Regions from separate parts of the Mus musculus genome. Here region 1 is linked to region 2. The links are chromatin contacts, called in public promoter capture Hi-C maps. All regions are on one chromosome and are shown on one strand. The core of a region is the stretch at or near the end of the contact, and the rest is flanking DNA. Distances in the headings are between cores, read along the strand shown.

Region 1 (3,553 bases), core at 182-2,681, 130 kb before region 2:
AGAGGCCCCACCCTCTGAGCTATCCTTAAAGTACATTAAGCACACAGGGCAAAGGTGCATGTGTGCGTGTCTGCTTGTGCGTGTCTGTAGCGGGGGGGGGGGGTGGTGGCGGCGGCAGGGGAATTGTTCTGGAGCAGGGTATTCCTGTGCCTTGTGGTTCTCAGTACGGCTGAGACTAAGCAGATCTACAAACCAGACTGGGCTTGTGAGTGTGATTCTACTTGAGAGGGTGTGCAGTTTGCAGCAGGTGAGAAGTCTACTACTGAACTACCAACGTAAGCAATAAGCAGGGTGTGACTGTGGGTCATGTATCAGCAGATGAACATGTGTGTGCACTAGTGGACTTGTGGCTCCCAGTAAAATGGGTTTCAAAATGACTATGTAAAGGAGCCTCTGGATAATCTCTCTCTCTCTCTTTCTCTGCTCTCTCTCCTCTCTCTCTCTCTCTCTCTCCCTCTCTGCTCTCCCTCTTTCTCTCCTCTCTGCTCTCTCTCTCCCTCTCTCCCTCTATGCTCTCCCTCTTTCTCTCCTCTCTGCTCTCTCTCTCTCTTCTCTCTCTCTCTCTCTCTCTCTCTCTCTCTCTCTCTCTCTCTCATCTAACTGTCCTGTACAAAGGAACGGTGTCGCTTTTTCACTCTGTGTGAGAGCTCTTGCAAGAACGCAAGGTGTGTCTGCTCTTAAAGATGCCCCCTTAATAAATTCTCCTTAGGAAAGGAGGGTCCCGTCTAGGTAGTGGAGGGGTGGGAGCTGGGTCCCTTCCCACTATACTGACTGGTCAACCCAAAGAGAGGCCCCTGCTTCTCCCCATCCCGGAACTGGGCTACAGTATCCTGCCCTGAGCACCAATCCACATCCCTTGCTTCGTCTAGGGTCATACCCGGGCACCCCAGATTTCCAGAGTCCTACCTCCCTCAAGAGTTGCCTGGAAGATGGAATCAGGATCTGGCCAGTCTGAAAGACCCGGAGCAGGGAATCTGACAGGGGTGCTGCATAGCCCCCTGGGCTCCATCCCTCCCGGCTTGAGCCGCTCTTTGCTTCCCGGCTCCCCAGCGGTAGCCCCCAGCCTTCCCGAGCCCTCACACCTTTTACACAGTGAGCAAGCAAGCCCGCAGCTCTGCCTCCCAGCTCCTCTCCGAGTTGTCTGCCTCCTCCCTCTTGCAGTCCCTGGCTCAGCCTCACTGGTCAAACAGGTGTCACTGTTGCCACCTACAGGAAGAAGTGTGGGTCCTCTTGGAAGGCCGGGAGAGGCGCTATGGCTCGAGCACAGTCATGGTGGGAAGATGAGCGAGTGAGCTAGCTGGAGAGGAGGTCGGCTTCTTTACTCTCTGGAGCTGGCAGTCAGGGGGCTTGGTGTGAGGAATTCCTTTGTGCAGCCTTCCCCATCCCTCTGTCCCTCCTCCTGTTCCCCTCCCAGTCACTGCCTGAGGGCTTTGTCCTGGCTCTAGGAGGCCAGGACTGAGGGCATAGGAGGGAGGGAAGCTGGGGGAGGTGACCACACAATTTTGCAACTTGGCAGCGAGGAGAAGGGGCCCTGCCAGTCCCCTAGAAACTCTTGAGTGGATAAGGAAGTCTAACCTCAAGCTTCCTAGGAGTACAACTTCCAATCATTAGCTTCCCTTTCCTCTTGGGCTATTTATACTTCTGCAAGTTCCATCGATGTGATGCTATTGAAGTGACTTTATGAACTCTAGGCAGTAAGATGCCCCATTTCTGGACCAGGAGTCCCTGTGGATGTATTCAATAGCCCTCACCGCACCACCCATCAGGTGCTCATTCAGGATATCAGGCTCGCTGTCTTGTTTATCAAGCACTGAATGGCTTCAGGAGTGTATAGTGTATTAGGGTACCAGGCTTTTGGAAGATGAACATGTACAAAAGAAGCAGGTGGCCTAGCAAGCTGTGGTCAGCTTAGTATAAAAAGTACAGGATTGCATGGGAGCTGTGTTGATGGACAGCTCTTGGATTGGGGCTGATGAAGTGACTTGGGGTCTGTGTGTGAGCACTATGGAGGGTGGGAAAGGATGACTCCTTACAGATAAGCTGGCTTCCCCTCCCCCTCCACACACTCAATTTTATCCAGTGAGGGAGACTGGCTCTCTTCTGCCAGGAGCTGGTTCCCTCCCTCTCAGCTTTCCCATTGTATCCAGAGGCTCTATTTGGCAATGACAGAGATTCTCTAACTCTCTCAGAATTAAAATGCAAAGAGGAGCAAGGCTGCTTGCTGGCAGGAAGCCAGGGAGGGCCAGCGGGTCACCTAGTCCTCCACTGGGAGTCATTCTTGGCAGGTTGTTTTTCAATTTCCTTTGCTTGGGTTGTGGTGGATTCTAGAGTCTTGTTTTCTTGTACGTGGGGATGGTTTGAGAGCCTTTTGGGGGTGGTGGGGTGGGGACAGCATTCGATATGCATGGATGAGCCTCAAGGCTTGCAAACTCCCAAAAGGTTTCAAATATAGCCTGTATGAGGTACTGCATGGCTGGCCCCCCTTCTGGCTTCTAACTGGAGACAAGAAATCTGGCATAAGGTAAGGAATAATCCTTGTCCCCCCCCCCCCACTTCCTTTTTAAGGGAGAAAGCAAGGGGGCAGTAGTTTTGTTCTGTAAACGGAAAAGCATTAGTAGGATTGCAGGGCACTAGAAAGAACTATATGGTAAATGTAACTGGCTTCTGTTCCCAGCTCTAATATTCACTGACATTGTAACTCTATATAACCACCTCTTTGTACCACGGTACTATCTCTGTTAGATATTTAATGTTCCCCAAGGGCTTGTGTGTTCACAGCTTGTTCCCTGGCCTGTGGTACAATTTGGGAGGTTGGGGAAAACTTTATAGCGAGGTAGGTTCTCGTGGAGTGTCTGTCTTTTGTATACTGGAGAGTATGCTCTCGAAGGCTGGTGATGGGACCCAGATCCTTCCACTATTTTCTCCCATCCTGCTCCATCGTACTTCTGTCATGATCTAATATGGGTTTCTAAGCATGGCCCAGGGCCTCCAAAACCATGAGCTAAATTAAACACATTCTCCAGTCAACTCCATCTCTCAAGTATTTGCTATTGTATGGTAAAGCAGACACTTGATTTTCTTATATGCAAAGTACAGGCTAAGGACCTTGAACATTTTTTTAAAAAGATTTGTTTACTATGTTGTACTGGCTAGTTTTGTGTCAACTTGACACAGCTGGAGTTATCACAGAGAAAGGAGCTTCAGTTGAGGAAATGCCTCCATGAGATCCATCTGTAAGGCACTTTCTCAATTAGTGATTAAGGGGGAAAGACCCCTTGTGGGTGGGACCATCTCTGGGCTGGTAGTCTTGGTTCTATAACTGAGCAGGCTGGGCAAGCCAGGGGAAGCAAGCCAGTAAGTAACATCCCTCCATGGCCTCTGCATCAGCTCCTGCTTCCTGACCTGCTTGAGTTCCAGTCCTGACTTCCTTGGTGATGAACTGCAGTATGGAAGTATAGGCCGAATAAACCCTTTCTGCCCCAACTTGCTTCTTGGTCATGATGTTTGTGCAGGAATAGAAACCCTGACTAAGACATATGTATACAGTGTTCTA
Region 2 (3,542 bases), core at 772-3,271:
GCTCCAGCTTGCTTATCCCTCCCAACAAGTACTGCTCACCTTATGCACAGCATCCTCCAGACCCAATTTGCCTTTTATACCAGAGACAGTGATACTTACAAAGCCCCAGTTGTCTCCAGAGGCCTCAGATCCACAGCTGCTCACAACTGTTCTCCGACATTAGGCTTTTTAACGGTGGAGGCTTGCTCTGCATGCCTTCTCTACTGTATTAAGACAAAGTTCTCTTGGAGTGATGGAGAGAGACAGGGTGCTGTGTAGGAAGGGGTGGGATGTGTTAGGGAAGTTTCTTGGCTAGCATCCACAGGGAGATATGAACTGTTTCCTGGCCATCTGTTCTTACATGTGTCATAGGCATCTGAAAACATACATGCTGGGAAATGAACTTCTCTTCTTTCCCCAAATCAGCTTTCTTATAGCCTCTGAGCCTGTTAACAGACTTCTCTTCTAGTCACCCAGGCAAGAAACCTGGAGTCATTTTTTTTTCTTTGACAGAGACTTAGTACGAGACCCATTCTCTGGCCTTGAACTTGGAGCAATCCTCCTGTCTCATCCTCCAACCACAAGTACTGACATTACAGGCTTGTGCTTGTCAATCATAACCAGTCTTGGCTTAGAGTTACTCTTTTTTTTTGTTGTTTTTTTGGTTTTCTGAGACAGGGTTTCTCTGTGTAGCCCTGGCTGTCCTGGAACTCACTTTGTAGACCAGGCTGGCCTCAAACTCAGAAATCCTCCTGCCTCTGCCTCCCAAGTGCTGGGACTAAAGGCATGCGCCACCACTGCCTGGCTTAGAGTTACTCTTGACTCCTTCTTTTCCTCTCATACCCCACATCAATAAACTTTGTCTCTGTTTTCACATTCTACTCATGATGATTTCTTGTAACCTTTCCCACCTTGGTCCACACGGCCATCATGTGTGTTATTAGTAGCCTCTTCCCGTGCTACTAACCCTGTTATCTAGTCTCAGAACAGAGTTGTTTAGAGATTATGTCAGACCATGACACTTCTTTTCTGCAAACACTCTATAGTTTTCTTCCACTCAGTAAAGGCCTACCCTGGCGCACAAGAACCTCCAGGAACTGGTCCCTCTCAACTGTGCTGACCTCATGCTCTGTTTTCCTTCCTAAAATACCTGCTCTCCAAGTCACTCCCATATTCAAAACAACAAATTCTTCTTCATTATCTTCTTTATTTTTCTTTATAACAGTGATCATATCCTATATATTTTTATTGATTGATTATTACCTCTACTATTTTGTGAACTCCATTAAGCTGGCAGTTTTTAATCTGTTTCATTCACTAGAAGTGAACTACCAGGGCCCAGAACCAAAGCTCCCAGGAAATGTTTGTTGACCCTTTCCCAGATTAGAGCCAGAAGCTTGGAGGATCAAGTTATCATACTTATGAAGTCATTGATATCAGAGTTTGGTCCATGGAAGACTTGTGTGGGTTCAAGTCTTTATTTTACCACAAATCATCAAAACACCCAAACTACCCATGCTTTAATTTTCTCATCATTAATTAGGACAGTAATAGAGCCTATTTGATAGAGAGCCTGTGGTACCATCAATAGGTATAAAGTCCTAAGAACAGTGCCTAGCATAGAATAAGGTCTAGATAAACATTTGCTATAATTAAATACACACAGATGATTATCAGTAGTTTACATTTTCAAAAGTCCTTCAGTGTGTTGACTTGCTGTTGTCCATGTAAAAATTCATTTCCCATGTTTCTACACCCATAAACTTATATGATCTTCCTGTAATTTAATTATCTTCAGTGGCCTGCCTCTTTATCTGTAAACTAGAATGTCTCCTTGTGTACACAATCATTTTGAAGCTGTTAAACAGTAATCTCGCTGGGTCCCAGTTTCCCAATCTGTGTGCTGAGTGGGTTGGACCAGATAACCTCCAAGGGTTTTTCTAGCTCTGACAATCTGTTGGGATGGGACAGGAGGAGAAAATAGGCCCCACCCCGTGTCCCACCCCCGAGAATATGCCCTCTGGCTGCCAAGAGGAAGGGTGACAGAGTCAGCTGGGCTCAGCTTCAAGGGCACCGGGTAGGAGTCTTGTCAAGGTTCCTAGGCAAGGGTGGTGGTGGTACTCCTGGGCTGGAGGCAGGCGTGAAGTGAGGCCACATCAGGGGGAACTAAGAGTACAGAGAACTGGAACTAAGGTGAGAGGTGAGGGAAAGAGGTCCCTCATCACCGGGACAGAGCTGTGGTGGTGAGTTCGATGACAATTTGAGCCTGGGTGTTTTCCCTTTAGATGGTGCTCCTTACCCTCCACCCTCTTCAGCTAGCCAGGTTCTGCAGGCCAGAGGAAGCAGCAGAACACCATTGACTGCCTCCCTGAGCCCGAGCACTGCCTGATGCCATCAGTCCCTGGACTGGACTAAGGAAGCTGGGTAGGGGCTGGACTAAGGGTGTTGGGTAGGGGCTGGGCTAAGGGAGCTGGGTAGGGGCTGGGCAGGCCTGGGTTGCACATGGATTTGCTCCTCCTAGCTCTCCTGGGTGCTTTTCCTCTTTTATTGTAGGTTCATCAGGACTGGAAAAGTCGAGAAATCAGATCCTTACTTCTGTCCTTTCTACTTGTAGGGGGCCATGACCAGTGCAGACTCCTTGCTATTCACATCACTAGGTCCCAGCCCAAGTTCTGGAGATGGTGATTGTAAGTTTAATGAGGAATTCAAGTTCATCCTGTTGCCTCTGAGCTATGCAGTTGTCTTTGTGCTGGGCCTGGCCCTCAATGCCCCAACCCTTTGGCTGTTCCTCTTCCGCCTTCGACCCTGGGATGCAACAGCCACTTACATGTTCCATTTGGCATTGTCAGACACCTTGTATGTGCTGTCACTGCCCACCCTCGTCTACTACTATGCTGCCAGAAACCACTGGCCCTTTGGCACTGGCTTCTGCAAGTTCGTCCGCTTTCTTTTCTACTGGAACCTCTACTGCAGTGTCCTTTTCCTCACCTGCATCAGTGTGCACCGCTACATGGGCATCTGCCATCCACTGCGGGCAATACGCTGGGGCCGCCCTCGATTTGCAGGTCTTCTCTGCCTAGGTGTTTGGTTGGTAGTAGCTGGCTGCCTCGTGCCCAACCTCTTCTTTGTGACAACCAATGCCAATGGAACCACCATCCTGTGCCATGACACGACTCTGCCTGAGGAGTTTGACCACTACGTATACTTCAGTTCCACAATCATGGTGCTGCTCTTTGGCTTTCCCTTCTTGATCACTCTGGTCTGCTATGGACTCATGGCCCGGCGACTGTATCGACCTTTGCCAGGAGCTGGACAGTCATCTTCTCGGCTCCGTTCTCTCCGCACCATTGCTGTGGTGCTGACTGTCTTTGCTGTCTGCTTTGTGCCTTTCCACATCACCCGCACAATTTATTACCTGGCAAGACTGTTGAACGCCGAATGCCGGGTGCTGAACATTGTCAATGTGGTTTACAAAGTGACTCGTCCCCTGGCCAGTGCTAATAGCTGTCTTGATCCAGTGCTCTATCTGTTCACGGGGGACAAGTATCGAAACCAGCTCCAGC

Evidence for each region. Capture Hi-C pulls out chosen DNA fragments and counts their contacts.
Region 1: a contact with region 2 is called in a promoter capture Hi-C map of adipose tissue. The contact joins the promoter of Gdpd2 here to the promoter of P2ry4 in region 2. A contact is called at or near these places in 4 of 39 promoter capture datasets (the SN4741 cell line, hippocampal neurons, liver and 1 more), 1 of 484 Hi-C or Micro-C datasets (ventricular fibroblasts) and 2 of 9 other capture datasets (adipose tissue and liver).

What each region holds. Positions count from the first base shown.
Region 1 is chrX:100,727,725-100,731,277 of GRCm38.p6, reverse strand. It overlaps Gdpd2 (glycerophosphodiester phosphodiesterase domain containing 2), which reads right to left and starts at 1,431. Exons shown (of 16, transcript NM_023608.4): 1 at 1,083-1,431. It overlaps Gm52438 (a long non-coding RNA gene), which reads left to right and starts at 2,110. Exons shown (of 3, transcript XR_003953096.1): 1 at 2,110-2,521.
Region 2 is chrX:100,593,348-100,596,889 of GRCm38.p6, reverse strand. P2ry4 (pyrimidinergic receptor P2Y, G-protein coupled, 4) reads left to right here and starts at 2,021. Exons shown (of 3, transcript NM_020621.4): 1 at 2,021-2,172; 2 at 2,265-2,403; 3 at 2,594-3,542. The coding sequence starts at 2,600.